Regions from separate parts of the Mus musculus genome. Here regions 1, 3 and 4 are each linked to region 2. Evidence: chromatin contacts called from public Hi-C and HiChIP or PLAC-seq data. All regions are on one chromosome and are shown on one strand. Each heading gives the region's core, a stretch centred on a gene start, on an enhancer-like site or on the middle of the called end of the contact. The rest is flanking DNA. Distances are from core to core; before and after follow the strand shown.

The links. A called contact is a pair of places that touch in the nucleus more often than the background predicts. HiChIP or PLAC-seq counts read pairs in DNA pulled down with a chosen protein or histone mark.
Region 1: a Hi-C map of bone marrow-derived macrophages shows a contact between it and region 2, with 50 read pairs. The contact joins two enhancer-like sites. A contact is called at or near these places in 2 of 15 datasets of contacts at CTCF or cohesin (large pre-B cells and pro-B cells), 60 of 484 Hi-C or Micro-C datasets (B cells, the C10 cell line, the C2C12 cell line and 33 more), 6 of 115 datasets of contacts at active chromatin or transcription factors (bone marrow-derived dendritic cells, bone marrow-derived macrophages, embryonic stem cells and 2 more) and 3 of 9 other capture datasets (adipose tissue, embryonic stem cells and liver).
Region 3: a contact with region 2 is called in an H3K4me3 HiChIP or PLAC-seq map of bone marrow-derived macrophages, with 2.9 times the contacts expected there. The contact joins two enhancer-like sites. A contact is called at or near these places in 23 of 484 Hi-C or Micro-C datasets (B cells, the C10 cell line, bone marrow-derived dendritic cells and 13 more), 4 of 115 datasets of contacts at active chromatin or transcription factors (bone marrow-derived dendritic cells, bone marrow-derived macrophages, embryonic stem cells and 1 more) and 2 of 9 other capture datasets (adipose tissue and embryonic stem cells).
Region 4: an H3K27ac HiChIP or PLAC-seq map of microglia shows a contact between it and region 2, with 4 times the contacts expected there. The contact joins the promoter of Scoc here to the enhancer-like site in region 2. A contact is called at or near these places in 19 of 39 promoter capture datasets (the 3T3-L1 cell line, 3T3-L1-derived adipocytes, the C10 cell line and 13 more), 1 of 15 datasets of contacts at CTCF or cohesin (large pre-B cells), 17 of 484 Hi-C or Micro-C datasets (the C10 cell line, the G1E-ER4 cell line, LSK cells and 13 more), 7 of 115 datasets of contacts at active chromatin or transcription factors (bone marrow-derived macrophages, embryonic stem cells, forebrain and 3 more) and 5 of 9 other capture datasets (adipose tissue, embryonic stem cells, liver and 2 more).

The regions. Positions count from the first base shown.
Region 1 is chr8:83,102,100-83,105,192 of GRCm38.p6, reverse strand. No RefSeq gene overlaps it. Among named protein-coding and RNA genes, the nearest start is that of Tbc1d9, 62 kb to the left of the region's middle. Within about 2 kb of position 1,677, at least 49 of the 459 cell types and tissues checked have an H3K27ac peak or open chromatin away from gene starts, as enhancers often do. A contact at or near this core is called in adipose tissue, bone marrow-derived macrophages, hematopoietic stem and progenitor cells and 1 more, where this site is marked.
Region 2 is chr8:83,242,646-83,245,796 of GRCm38.p6, reverse strand. It overlaps Tbc1d9 (TBC1 domain family, member 9), which reads right to left. Exons shown (of 21, transcript NM_001111304.1): 9 at 3,125-3,151. Among named protein-coding and RNA genes, the nearest start is that of Gm42027, 21 kb to the right of the region's middle. Within about 2 kb of position 1,421, at least 24 of the 459 cell types and tissues checked have an H3K27ac peak or open chromatin away from gene starts, as enhancers often do. A contact at or near this core is called in adipose tissue, bone marrow-derived macrophages, hematopoietic stem and progenitor cells and 1 more, where this site is marked.
Region 3 is chr8:83,085,218-83,088,447 of GRCm38.p6, reverse strand. It overlaps Rnf150 (ring finger protein 150), which reads right to left. Exons shown (of 7, transcript NM_177378.4): 7 at 1-3,230. Among named protein-coding and RNA genes, the nearest start is that of Tbc1d9, 79 kb to the left of the region's middle. Within about 2 kb of position 1,622, at least 47 of the 459 cell types and tissues checked have an H3K27ac peak or open chromatin away from gene starts, as enhancers often do. A contact at or near this core is called in bone marrow-derived macrophages and microglia, where this site is marked.
Region 4 is chr8:83,440,628-83,444,049 of GRCm38.p6, reverse strand. It overlaps Scoc (short coiled-coil protein), which reads left to right and starts at 1,388. Exons shown (of 4, transcript NM_019708.4): 1 at 1,388-1,628.

The sequences.
Region 1 (3,093 bases), core at 428-2,927, 140 kb after region 2:
GAATCCTAGTCAGACACTCTCCAAGATGCTTCCAGGCATTAAATCTCAGACTGGGACAGCATCATTTTTCAATTTTGTTCTCAAGCTTCCAACTTCTAGGGCCAAGCAGTTACAGAATTCTCTGCTTCTCCATTGCGCAGATAGTCATTGTGGCACAGATTGTGTGAGCCAATCTAATAAAGTTCTTATAATTATAAGCGGAATATACATTGTATAGGAGGAGACCATGACAAATGCAGATATCTCTAGAGTGTAACCCTGGATAACACAGAGCAGATGTCCCAAGAACTGCTTAGGCAAAAGATTCCAGCTGAGTGGAGATACTGACATTGCATAGGGGCCACCACCTAAAGAGGCTTCCTCAAGCATATCCTTGTCTCCCTTGTCTCTGTTCTGGGCATCCTGATCCTAATGAACAGGGCAGAAAGGCAGAGCTCTGCCAAGACACAAAGAGTTCAGGGTATTGCTTACTTGTTTTGAGTTTGGCTTTATGTGTATGAGCCAGGTAATCATTTGGCCAATCACTGAACAACTGAACACATTCCATGGGCCAGGCCCAGGTAACAAATGGGGAAGGCAGGAAGATCTTTGCTCATTGGAGAATGTGTTGCAGTCATTATTTTCCTTTTGGGTTTGAAATGGTTTCTCTGTTGGTTTAGAGAGAATACCACAGATCCTATACTCTGGTTGCATAATCATGGCGGTGCTGGGGAGCCTGTTAGCCATTAGCAGGAGGTTTACTATCCTGAAAGTCATTGTCCTAGGTCTTGTCTCTGATCACCCACTCACTTTGACTGCCCTGAAGCAGTGTTGACAAATATAAGTGCATTCTCACACCTACCTCCTAGATTCCCTCTCTGATGTCTTTTTTTTTTTCCAGAGTATTGCTAAATAATCCAGTACAGGGCTGCCTTGAATTCTCTATGTAAGCCCAGGCTAGCCTAAAACTGGAAGCGATCTTTCCCTACTTCTGCCTTCTGAGAGTTTGTGTTATAGTCATGTGTTAGCATGACTGGCTGGTTTCATTTCTGTTTTTTTGTATATGTGACTTACTGCCTGGTAATATGTGGATAATTTACTTCTTGTCTCTATTGTGTGTGCTTCTGCTATATCTCGAGACATAAGTCTAGAGCTATGTGTGTCTCCTACTGTACTCAGCTAATAGTAATTGAGAAATGAAGTGAGCCCCATCATGTCAGGCTTCCCATTTAGGTCCTATGTTGTTGTTTAGGAAATGCTTATGCGAGCAAACATAAGAGTAGCATTAAGAACATTCATTGCTCTTGTAGAAGACCCAGGTTCGATTCTCAGTGCCCACATGGTGGCTTATAACTGTCTCTAATTCCAGTTCCAGGTGATCTAACACCCTTTTTCGATGCATGTGGTGCACAGACATACATATGAGCAAACCTATACATATAAAATAAATAAATAATTAATCTAAAATAAAGAAGTTCTTGCTGTGTAGGCCTGGATGGCTTGGAACTTGTTATTTGTGGCAATCCTCCTGCTTCTGCCTCTAGAGTCCAGGGATTACAGGTATATGACACCACACCAGACTGGATGATTTTTCTGAAGGAATAATGATGCCGAGAAAACTGCCCAGGCCCTTACTGTGGCTACTAGTCCCAGCAAGGAAATTGGGTTTAATTTGTTCCTGCGACTAAGAAATGAGAAGTGATTCACAAATGCCAAGTGTGTTGGTGATGAATGTAGTCATGGCTGGCTCTTATGCCAATGGGTCAGTGATGAATGGAGTCGTGGCTCTCTCCCATGCCACAGTTCTTCCTCTCGTCTGTCCAGCAGTCTAGTTTTCATTGTTCTAATGAGTCTCTGCAGGGGCAGGGTGAGCAGGCCGCTAATGAAGCCTGGGTCGCCTGGTGGTCTGAGTTGAGTCTAATTGGAGCCAAATCATCTGCTCTCTACTTTATCCTGTGAAGCATGAGGAGACGCTGGGAAGCAGCAACTGCTTTCTTCAAGCACTCAGGGAAGTTCGATGCTGTAAACTCTCCAGGCCTTGCAAAGGAAGTGTTTATGGGAAGTGAAGCTACCGTGGCTAACCTCAGCTTTTGGTTTAATTTTTGTTCTCACTTATGTCTTCCTCCCATTGCTCTGAATGTTCTTCTGACTTCTTAACACAATCCTTTAGTTAAAGCCCTTGATGTTTATAATGGTGGACAATGTAAAATTTCAGGTTTTAATATTGAACTGTGTACACACACACACACACACACACACACACACACACGAGGATAATCAAAGCAGATCTGATTATGCATACCAGGCTGGCCTCCGATGTATAGAGATCCAGCCTCTGCCTTTCCTTTGCTGAGATCAAAGGAAGGTGACGTCATGCCCAATCCATTTTGACGACAAATGGCTTTGCTTGACAATTAAATTATAGTTATATAATATATAATAGAATTGTATACTTAAAATCACACACATACACACACACACATCCATCCATATGCCAATTGCAAAACTGAGTTTTGTCTGAATAACTTGATTCCGCTTTGCAGAAAGCAGCCTGCACTTCTGTAGAAGGGCAAAAGTCACAGACTCAACTCCATTTGGCTAGAGATTCCTTCAGAAGAAGCTAAAAGCCTCTGACTTCACTTTCACTGTGGGGTGTGGGGAGGGGTTTTGTCATTGTCATGGTAAACTCTGAAACCCAAGTGCTTGTTGTAGATGTGGCACAGAATGGGTAATCATGGGCGCTTCTGTCTCACCATTCTGTGCCCTGGAGTTCTCTTCCTAACAGGAATGGGAAGCAGGGTTGCTGCAGGGAAGAGTCTGAACAGAGAACTAAGTTTTAACCTGAAGTATCAGTATAAAGTCATGAGGTAGCTTTTCTTGCTCTCTTTCCCTGTGCCCTCTCTCCTTTCTTCTATCCTTCCTCTCTTCCATAAATAAAAATGTGTGCACTATAGAAAAGCCTAGATCAGTGACTGCCCCAGCCTGCATCTCCACATACCACTTTTTAGAGATAAGGCTAATTTCATGTTTGGAACAAGAAATGTGTAATACAGTTTTAGGAGATTGGATTTTAGTAGACAGCAAGGATACTTTTAAATATTAGTGACATTCTGT
Region 2 (3,151 bases), core at 172-2,671:
AAATTCTCAAAGAATAAATTAAAATATTATAGTCAATGAAAACAAATAACCTAATCAAGCCAACAGAAATAAACTCCCTAAACCCAAGCCTCAACTTTAAAAGCACTTCACACCCACAAGGACAGTGATAGCAGAGGCAGTAAGTACCAGCGGGGATGTGAAAAAACTGGACTGTCCCCTCAACAGTGGGGATGTGACAAGATGCAACTGCCTGGCCAACCCCCCAGGGGTTGCTTAGAAGGTAAAGCATGGGGTCAATAGAAAGGCCAGAAATCCTACTCCCACGTTCACAAACGTATCCAAAAGGCACAACTCAACAGTCCTAGCAATGATACCAGGGTAGACAGGGGAACAGCCTAAACTGTTCAACAATGGATATAGGCATGAAGTGCAGCTCTGGGCCCTAAACAGGAGTGCAACGTGGATACAGGGTGCAGCACGCTTGAAACCGGCAAACGTTATCCTATGTGGAAGTCGGTCACGAAATACTGAAAACTGGTTTCATCCACATAAGATGTCTACAGTAGACAATCCACAGGGACAGGAAGTAGGTCACCAGGCACCCACAGCTAGGAGGAGTCTTGATGGGAAATGAAGAATAACTGACCAATGGCACGGAGCAAGGTGACAATAGTGTAAAAGTAGCCGTGCCGACAACGATGTGATTTGTGAATATATACTAGATCACTACGTTGTGTACACATTGGTAAATCCTGAGTCATTCTCAAAAGATGTTTAATTTAAAATGAACAGTAGCCAGGAAGTGGTGGCACACACATTTAATCTCAGCACTTGGGAGGCAGAGACTTGGGAGGCGGATCTTTGTGAGTTCAAGGCCAGCCTGGTCTACAGACAAAGTTCAAGGACAGCTAGGCTACACAGAAAACCCCTGTCTCAAAAACCAATAAAATAAGATAAAATAAAATAAAATAAAATAAAATAAAATAAAATAAAATAAAATAAAAACGGTAAAATATGTGCAGAATGACAAAGTAAACATTTACATTTCACTTTACAGAGCAGTGTCAGCAAATCAGTGGTTGGCCCAGTCCTTATGCCTGACAGTCACAGGCAGACTGACACTGGCTGCTTTGCCCTCCATGGACACAGTCAGAACTTGACATCAGTAGGTCCAGAGTCCAGACCTGCAGCAGCCTTTAGGTCACGAAAAACAGACAGATCTCAACATGGACTTCTCAACCAGAAACTGGACCACCTCTACGGGCAGGCTGGTTCCCACATCAACACACCCATGGGTATGTGGACATATACCCAACAAAGGATAGTGTGTAGACCCTTTGGTCACAGACAGCCTCCTCTTTAAACAAAACACCGAATAGAACCCTCTGCCCACGTCTGTCTACGTCAGTGGGCTAGGTGCAGCTGCTGTGTGCTGGTTTCTTGGTGAATTCGTTTAAATCTAAAATGTGGCTATAAATAAGTTCTAAACTGAAGGAGAGAAAGGAACTTTTCCTGTACTGTCAGCACTTTGGATCTGGTTGCCAAGGTGACCAGTTCCTGAAACACAGGGTAGAGTAAGGGAAACCAAGAAAGGGAACCCTCTATAACAACGGTCTTCTCGGATGTAGTTAGAGTGCACAAGGCTCAAATTTGAGCATTACTTTGTGTTTTCTGAAATAGCGTCTTTTTAAGCAGCCCAGGTTAGTGTTGTACTCACTAGGTAGCCCAGGCTGGCCTCAAACTTGTAGAGTGTCCTGCCTCATCCTCCCCAGTTTTAGGATTACAAAAATCTACACCCATGCCCAGCTCACATTTAACATTTCAGGGAGGACCTGGGTCTGGTCTACACAGTGAAATGGGGAGGGGCGGGAATCAAACAAACCAACTTTACACAAAATAGATAAAACAATTACTATCTTTAATTTTATTTCTAGGATCTGAGCCTCTTATTTTTTTAGATATATCTCATGAGAGTCAATTTCACCACTTATGTCTACTTTCAGAAAGGTCTACAAGTGTTAAGGCTTTCTTGTAAGCCAAGTGACTTTATTTTTAAGTTTCAATATCATTTGCTTTTAAGGAAAAAAATATGATAAAGGTACTTGGGTAGGGCCATCTGTAGGTTCAAATAAAAAAACTCCTCCCACGGACTGAGTTAGACTGGTAACATTTCCTTCTCAATCCAGCTAAAGCAACAATTAAAATGAAGATTGGTGATAGCCAAAGGTAGACGCTGATGACTGGGGTACAAAGATTCCTGGGCTGCACTAGATGTTTCCAGAAAATAGGAGTGGCTTCTCTGAAATGACTGAAATATTAAAAAGAGAAAAAAAAATCGAGTAGAAAAATCACAGAAATTAGCTCACCATTTTAGATGACTTTTATTGTGGTATATTGTTATAATGGCTCAATTTTACCAGTTTATTAATATCTTATCTTGCCTAGTTAATAAGTTAGCCTCTATTATGTGGTGTGTGTGTGTGTGTGTGTGTGTGTGTGTGTGTGTGTGTGTCTGTCTGTCTGTCTGTCTGTCTGTCTGTCTCAGAAAGCATGCCCTGAGGACAGAGAGTAGTGTTAATGGCTGTCACTCCTCTCTGGGAGACCTTTCTTCCATGGTTTAGAGGCCAGTAAGTGATCCATGCTCCTGTAAGTATCCTCTCACCCATGCTTGAACAAAGAAGCCTACTAGAGCTCATTGGTTCACTAAGTAGACTTCAGTGAATTCTAGTCGGCCACTGGTGCCCTAGCTGGGGTGAGCAGAGAGTCGTGTATTCCCATCTCCAAAGAAAACATAACCAGTCCCACTGAAGGATTCTCGATGAAGTCAACATTGCCAGGAGGAAACAGATCTTCAACTCACAAAGTATTACACGTCTACTTCAGATCCTGTTCCCTCCCCCTCAACAGCCTCACTAGAGACACAGAAGAAACCACCGCATTGGAGAATAGGAACAGTTGACCTTGGAAACTCCCCTGTGAAGGAAGATACTATTGACTCCAGAACCTGGTGATTTGGGTATCTTATCCCAAAGGACTTTGGCTGCGCTTCGGAAGGAGGCTGGAAGGAAGCCCCTGTCACCCTGCCGCACTGCTCTCAGCCCTCACCCCGCCTCACTGCTCTCAGCCCCGGTCACCCTGCAGCACTGCTCTCGGCTCTTCCTACCTGAAAGCAGCAGCCAGAGCTCTCCGC
Region 3 (3,230 bases), core at 373-2,872, 160 kb after region 2:
CCCTTCAACACCTGCTCTCCCTGGGACTCATTGGTAAGTTCCGAGCCCAGGGGAGGGGCAGTTTTCCACATAGACTTTCTCCTTAGCTCACCCTGCTTTGATCTGGGATCTTGCCTGCTGTGGATGTCCTTCAGGGTACTGGTCGTTTCCCTTGTGAAATTCAGCCATCACCCCTGCTCCTCCGTCCTCTCCCAAAATGGACAGAAATACTGCTCAGGAAATCAGGCAGCCCAGTCTTTGAAGGGCAGTGCCTCTGCTCCTCTTTGCCGTACGTTCTTTCCAAGAAGCATGGCTTGCTAAATGTTAAGGACCCTGGGAAGATGGCAGAAACAGGTCACGCAAATCCTGCTCTTGTGCGAATGTGGCCTATTAGGAGGGGACCAAGGAACAGGGTTTAAGGAAATGGGGTGTAAGATAGGGAAAGTGTGTGTGTGTGTGTGTGTGTGTGTGTGTGTGTGTGTGTGTGTGTGTGTGCAAGGAAGGGAAGGGAAATTAAGAATGCTATGGGGGCTGGTGAAATGGCTCAGTGGTTAAGAGCACTGACTGCTCTTCTAGAGGTCCTGAGTTCAATTCCTAGTAACTACCTGGGGACTCACAACCATCTGTATCTGGGATCTGATGCCCTCTTCTGGCTTGCAGGTGTACATGCAGATAGAGCAACTCATACATTTAATTTTTTTTTTTTTCTTCTACAGGACATCATCTCCCTGGCCTCAGTACCTCAGCACTGCAGAGACTGGACCTTCTCTTTGTAGATTGCATGATGATCTTTCCTAAAATTTTTGAAAGTTTTTATTTGGTAATTTTCATGGTGTTCAGCCAAGGATATGCATTCAGTGGACAACTAAATGCCATTAAATGCTTATGCAATCTACTTCAGCACCAACTAAGCTTACACCAAGAATCTTAGGCAGACTGATGTTCTCTTTTGGTTCTGGAAGTGTTGTAGTCCCAGGAATGTCTGGGCTGTAAAGAAAATGGCCACTGGGCACAGCCATTCTTAACAGGCTAGACCCTTGAATACCCACAGATGAAAATGTTAAAGCAACAACAACAACAACAACAACAACAACAACAACAACAACAAATCTCTGGAGAGAGACTTGCTTCCATGGCCAGGATGTCACACACAATGTTGAAATAGCTAGGTGCCTCTGGTACTCCTCCCCACCTCTGCCCCTGCCTCCACCCAGTATTTGTCTCTGTAGCTGTCCCAGAACTTGCTTCATAGACCGGGCTGACCTCAAACTCACTGAGATCCACCTGCCTGAGTGCTGGGTTCAAAGGTGTGAGCCACCACTGCCTGATTGCCTCTGATACCTTATCATCTCCTGTCTCCATACTATATCCATCCCTTGGGTGTGTGACCAGAACTGACCTTGAAGGCCCTGCCAGACCCAAGGCTGTTCTTAGGAGGCAGCAGCCCTTTAGAAGGATTAACCACGCAGGAGGAAGCCATTCTGAAAGTGACTCTGAGGGAGTTCAGGGCTCTTTTCCTCTCTCAACCTTGGACAAAGCTGAAGAGAAAGCTGCTCGCCATTCACCACATAGAGGCTGGATGGCCACAAGCTCAGAGATCCTTTCTCGGCAATGCCACACAGACCGGGTATGTGGCTCGGCCTGCGGTTTCCTGCGCCTTTCCTGTCTCTGAGTTCTACTGCTTTAGAACGGGGCAGCCACAGGGATGAAGAACTATGGGTTGAGGTAAATTCTCTTTGGCTAAGTGTCACATTAAGAGTCTTGGGATTAGTCATAGAAGTGAGGGGTGTAAGTCTCTCACATGAGTCTCAGGGTTTGTCATAAAAGTGAGGGTGTAATTTTATTTCAGCACCAAATCAGCATGGTTGGTTGTCTTGTTGTTTTTTAACAAACAGCTCGTCAGAGAAGCAACAGTTGCTGAGGACAGTGGACACTGTGTTTAGAAAGTTGATAAAGGCTATTTGAACCGCTATTACTTATGGAATAAGAACATCCCTGGCTGTCTCCTTAGGTAACTTGGCTAAAGTCTGTTTTTCTTTTGGGGAAAACCTGAGGTAATCTTATCCTTTTTCTCCTGTCACAGTCAGGAGAGCACTTGTAAGGATTCTGGAACATTTCTTGGGCTGTGCTGCCCGGCTGGTGGCCACTAGGCACATGTGGCTACGGAAAGCTTGAACTGTGGCTAGTAATAATGATGATGTGCTGGGCGTGTAAAAGACAGCAGATTTAGAATAGGTAACAAAGAATAGAGGAAAATGTTTTCCTGACACCCTACATCATTTGCACATCAAAACAATAATAATATTAGATTAAACTGCTATTAAATAATTTCCACCTGTTTCCTTTTTGCTTCTTAAAATGTGGCTATCGGGAGTTAGAAAAAAAAATGCATGTGACTTGGGCTGTATTTCTGTTGGACAGAGTTGGTGCACCACTTGCTCCAGAAAAATGCATGCCTGTAAATGCATAGTCAGTGGGCACTCCTGGGCTGCATAGCCACGTGTGGCTCACTGGGTCCTCAGGTCAGGGCCTCCTCATCACGGAAGGCAGCAGCAATGTCTATAGTAAGAGCTTTGCCAGTTATCTCAAGAGGAAAAACTTTCTTTTAATCTTTCTTTTGCCATGAAGGTCACAGGGAAGCCCTTCAAAACTCTTTGGTAAGCAGAGACTGTCAAAGGCTCAGGGAGTTTGCCACAGGGTCTCCTTGGAGTCAGATCAACAGGCTAAGGGTGGGCCTCTTGGGCTCCTTAGCATCCTGTAGGGTATTAGGTCAAGGACTTGCTTATATAATCAGCGTTTACCTGGCCACTGGCCAGAAAACACCTACCAGATCTTTTTCTGTCTGGTCATGCAATGTAATTTTGTATTTCTCTTGTTGTTGAATTACCCCAATGTCATTAGACTAAATATTAAAATTTCCTTTGTGACTCAGTTGTTTTCACAACACAGATCCCCCCTGGAGAAGTGCAGATGTGTCACCTGAGACAGAGGGGACAGTGAGACTCATCTTCGAAACTTCATTGGAGAGAGTCTGGTTTAGCACTCACCTGCTTCCTCGCTACGAAGCATCTCAGGCCTTGGAGGCGGGCATTAATTATGGGATGTGCTAGACCTTTGACAGAGGTGATTTTTCTGAAGCTTGTTATCATTTTCCTTGCCTTGCTCTCTACCATCGAATAGGAATGCATTAAAAGTAGAAAGAAAGGAAGGAAGGAAGGAAGGGAGGGAGGGAGGGAGGGAGGGAGGGAGGG
Region 4 (3,422 bases), core at 139-2,638, 200 kb before region 2:
ATTTCCAGCGCCTACATACATGGCAGCTCACAATGTCTGTAACTCCAGTTCCAGGAGATCCAACACTCTTTTCTGGCGTCCTCAGGCACCAGGTACCCAAGTGTTTCAGAGAAATAAATGCAAGTAAAATATACATACAATAAAAAATTAAAACCAAAAACAAATTTTCAGGCCCATTTCTATGACTGGCCCATGTGCATTTGAAAAGAAAGTGTGTTCTTCACTATCTTGGAAAATCCCATCCTTCTTTGAATGTTGCCCATATTCATTCTATTTTGTTGGCACTCCTCTTAGCGTTACCTGGGGTTTCCCTCTCTTCCCATATTCTCCTTCCTTCAAATCCTGAATTGTAGTCCAAGCCTAATACTTTCGTCTCAAACACTAAATGGTAGGTACTTTATTTATAAAGGATTACGGTCACGTGTTAGCAAATCCTGCTTGATTGGTTTAAGATACCCGGGAGTTGTAGAAATGGCTCAGAAGTTAACAGTACTTATTGCTCTTTCACGGGAAGCTGAGTTGAGTTCTCATCATCCTCACCAAATGGTTCACAGCCACCTGTAACCCCAATCCCAGGGGTCTGATTCCCTCTTCTGGCATCTGCAGGCACCTTGCACAGGCACAAGCAAGTACATACACACCGCTACATATTCATGCAATTAAAAATAGAACCTTATATAAGAAAGAAAAGCCAAGAAGAAAGTATTTGTAAGCTGGCCTCTACAGCTCAGAGGTTTTGATAAAGTCAAAGCAAGAATGCTTTGCAGGTAAGAATATACTGTGGTCACTGACCGCTAACAGCAAGATACTTGTTTCAAAGGTTAGGTTATAATGAAGTGTCACGAAAATCACCTAGCAACCCAAAGTCTGGCATTGTACATGTACACTTGAATAAGAAACACAATTTTAATTAAGCCTTGGGTTTTCTGAGACTGAGATCAGGAGACTGCTGATCTAAGGAATCATGACGTGGTCGGGTGAACGGAAGTTTAAAAATTGTCCTGAATATGGGGTACGAAGAGAAACATCCATTAATGGTATATGCTTTGTGCGTTATCTAATTTTAGAAGTGGGGAAAAAGGAAACCGTGCTTTTAGAATCGAGGGGGGAGGGCGCTGCACTGTTCTGCTCACTCTGTTCTTGAATGTGAACGAAATATCTCTCTCCTAGAGTCTGGTCACGGCAATTTCCAGAAATTCTGTCTCTGTTTCCCTCCCTCTCTCCCCGTCTCTCTTTTTTTAACCTAGAGTGACTTTCCACCCCACTTTCCAGGTTCCTGGCGAGACAAAAGATGCTCAGCGAGGACCGCTTTCTTAGGCGCATCTTCTCTTCTGCGCCGTGATTGGTCGCTGCTTTTTTAGGACACGCCCAAAAATCCTGATTGGTCGTCAATGCCCTTTTGTTAGGGCAAAGGTGGACCCCGGTGCTCTGCCACAGGCCTGTCGAGGCGTCCAGCAGCCAGTGCGCAGGCGTGCAATTTCCAGTTAGGATTGGTGGGAGGACGCCTCCTCGCTCGGCGCACGCTCCGTGGGCGGGAAGGGCGGGGCTGACGCTGTCAGTTGGTCGGAGAGCCGCGCGGCCTGAGGCTTCCTACCCATCCCGCCTCTTCCCGGCGCTTCAGACGCAAGGTGAGGCGGCTCGGGGCGGCGAGGGCTGGGCCTGGGAGACCGCCGAGGCCCTGTGGGGCGGGGCGGGATGGAACGGGAACCCGGGCGGCGGCCTGGGTGCTGGATTGCGGCGCCGCGAGGCCCGACATCCCGCCGAGCGCTGCGCAGCCACCTTCCCGGCCCCACGCCGCGGGCTCAGTGGGAAGAGCCCGGCGGTGCGGGACCGGGACGCCGTGGGGGTGCGATGGGACCGGGTAGTAGGAGAAGACGCTCTGCTGCCCGAGCTACCTTCCAGTTCGCCGCAATTCTTCTGCTTCAGCCTCTCGAGTGCTAGGATTGCTTTGCAGGCGTGGTGGCCCGTGCATGTCTGGGGTGGGACGTCTTTGCTAGAACCTGGGTTTGTTTCTTTGTCAGCTTTTCTCAGGCGTCCTGCGGAACAAATATTGAGGAGTAAGGTTTGGGAAGGAGAAATCATAGTTTCCCGAAAAGCCAAGGTTTCTGTTACACCACCAGAGACAGACGTCGCAATAGCCAGAAGGACAGAGGTCCCCAAACCGTTATCCGTTTCTGCGACTCAAAGCTGTGCGTAGGAATCCTAGTGTCTGTATGCTCCAATGATTAAACTGGATGCAGCTAGCTCCCCGGGGATCTAACTTAAGTTTGATCCTTATTGACGATGTAGTTCCTCGATTTCCATCGATTTTGAAAGCCCTAAAATGTCAAAGCAGAACATGAACAGATTAGAAACATCACACTGGAGTGGATGCAGATGAAATTTTATATTTGTTTTGTTTGTGGAAACGCCAAAGGAGTTGAGTTTTTCAAACTCAGTTTAGGACCTTAATAATATCTTGGCTATGAAACATGAGGCAAGGCCTCTAGCCTTTATAAGGCTTAGTATCCACATCTGTGAATTGCATTTTCTTTCTGTTGTGATAAAACTATATATGTAAAGTGTTCAGTGCATTCCTGTAGTGCATTGGACTTTTAAATTTAAAAAACTATTGCTGGTGAGTGGATGATGGATGGAAAACATTAATTGCAGGTTCAAGAGAAGTCTGGTGGTTGAGTTTGAAAGGATATTAGGGAAATGTCAAACTCATATCTGAGATGTTAAGGCCAGCCGAGGTGGAATGATGGGAAAAGCAGAGTGGACATTGACTATATCCTTGATTCTGGATGGACTACTGTGATGTGAATTAAGCCACTCTCAGATTAGGCCAGGAGTTCTAATATGAGGCCTTTGGCCACATGATTTTTCTAAAGTTTCTTCTGTGGTCAAAACAAGAGAGTAGAGATGAGAAGGTCTGTTAACATCTGTTGAATACTTACTAAGTACACAAACACATAGCTGGATGTATTAAATTCCCAGAACAAACCCATAAGATGCAGTTATTAGGCCCATTTTATGGATGAGGATGCTGAGGCTGAGATTTTTTTAATTATATATTTTCTTTTTTTATATTTCAAATGTTATCCCCTTTCCTAGTTTTCCCTCCGAAGATCTCCTCCCCCATCGCTCCCTAACCCACCTACTCCCATTCCTGGTCCTGGCATTCCCCTATACTGGGTCATAGAAACTTCACAGGACCAAGGGCCTCTCCTCCCATTGATGGCCGACTAGGCCATCCTTTGCTACGTATATAGCTAGAGCCACAAGTTCTACCCATGTGTTTTCTTTGGTGGTTTAGTTCCAAGGAACTTTGGGGTTACTGGTTAGTTCATATTGATGTTCCTCCTATGGGGCTTCAGTCTCCTTCAGTTCTCTGGGTATTTCTCTGGCTCCTTCATTGGGAACCTTGTGCTCAGTCCAAA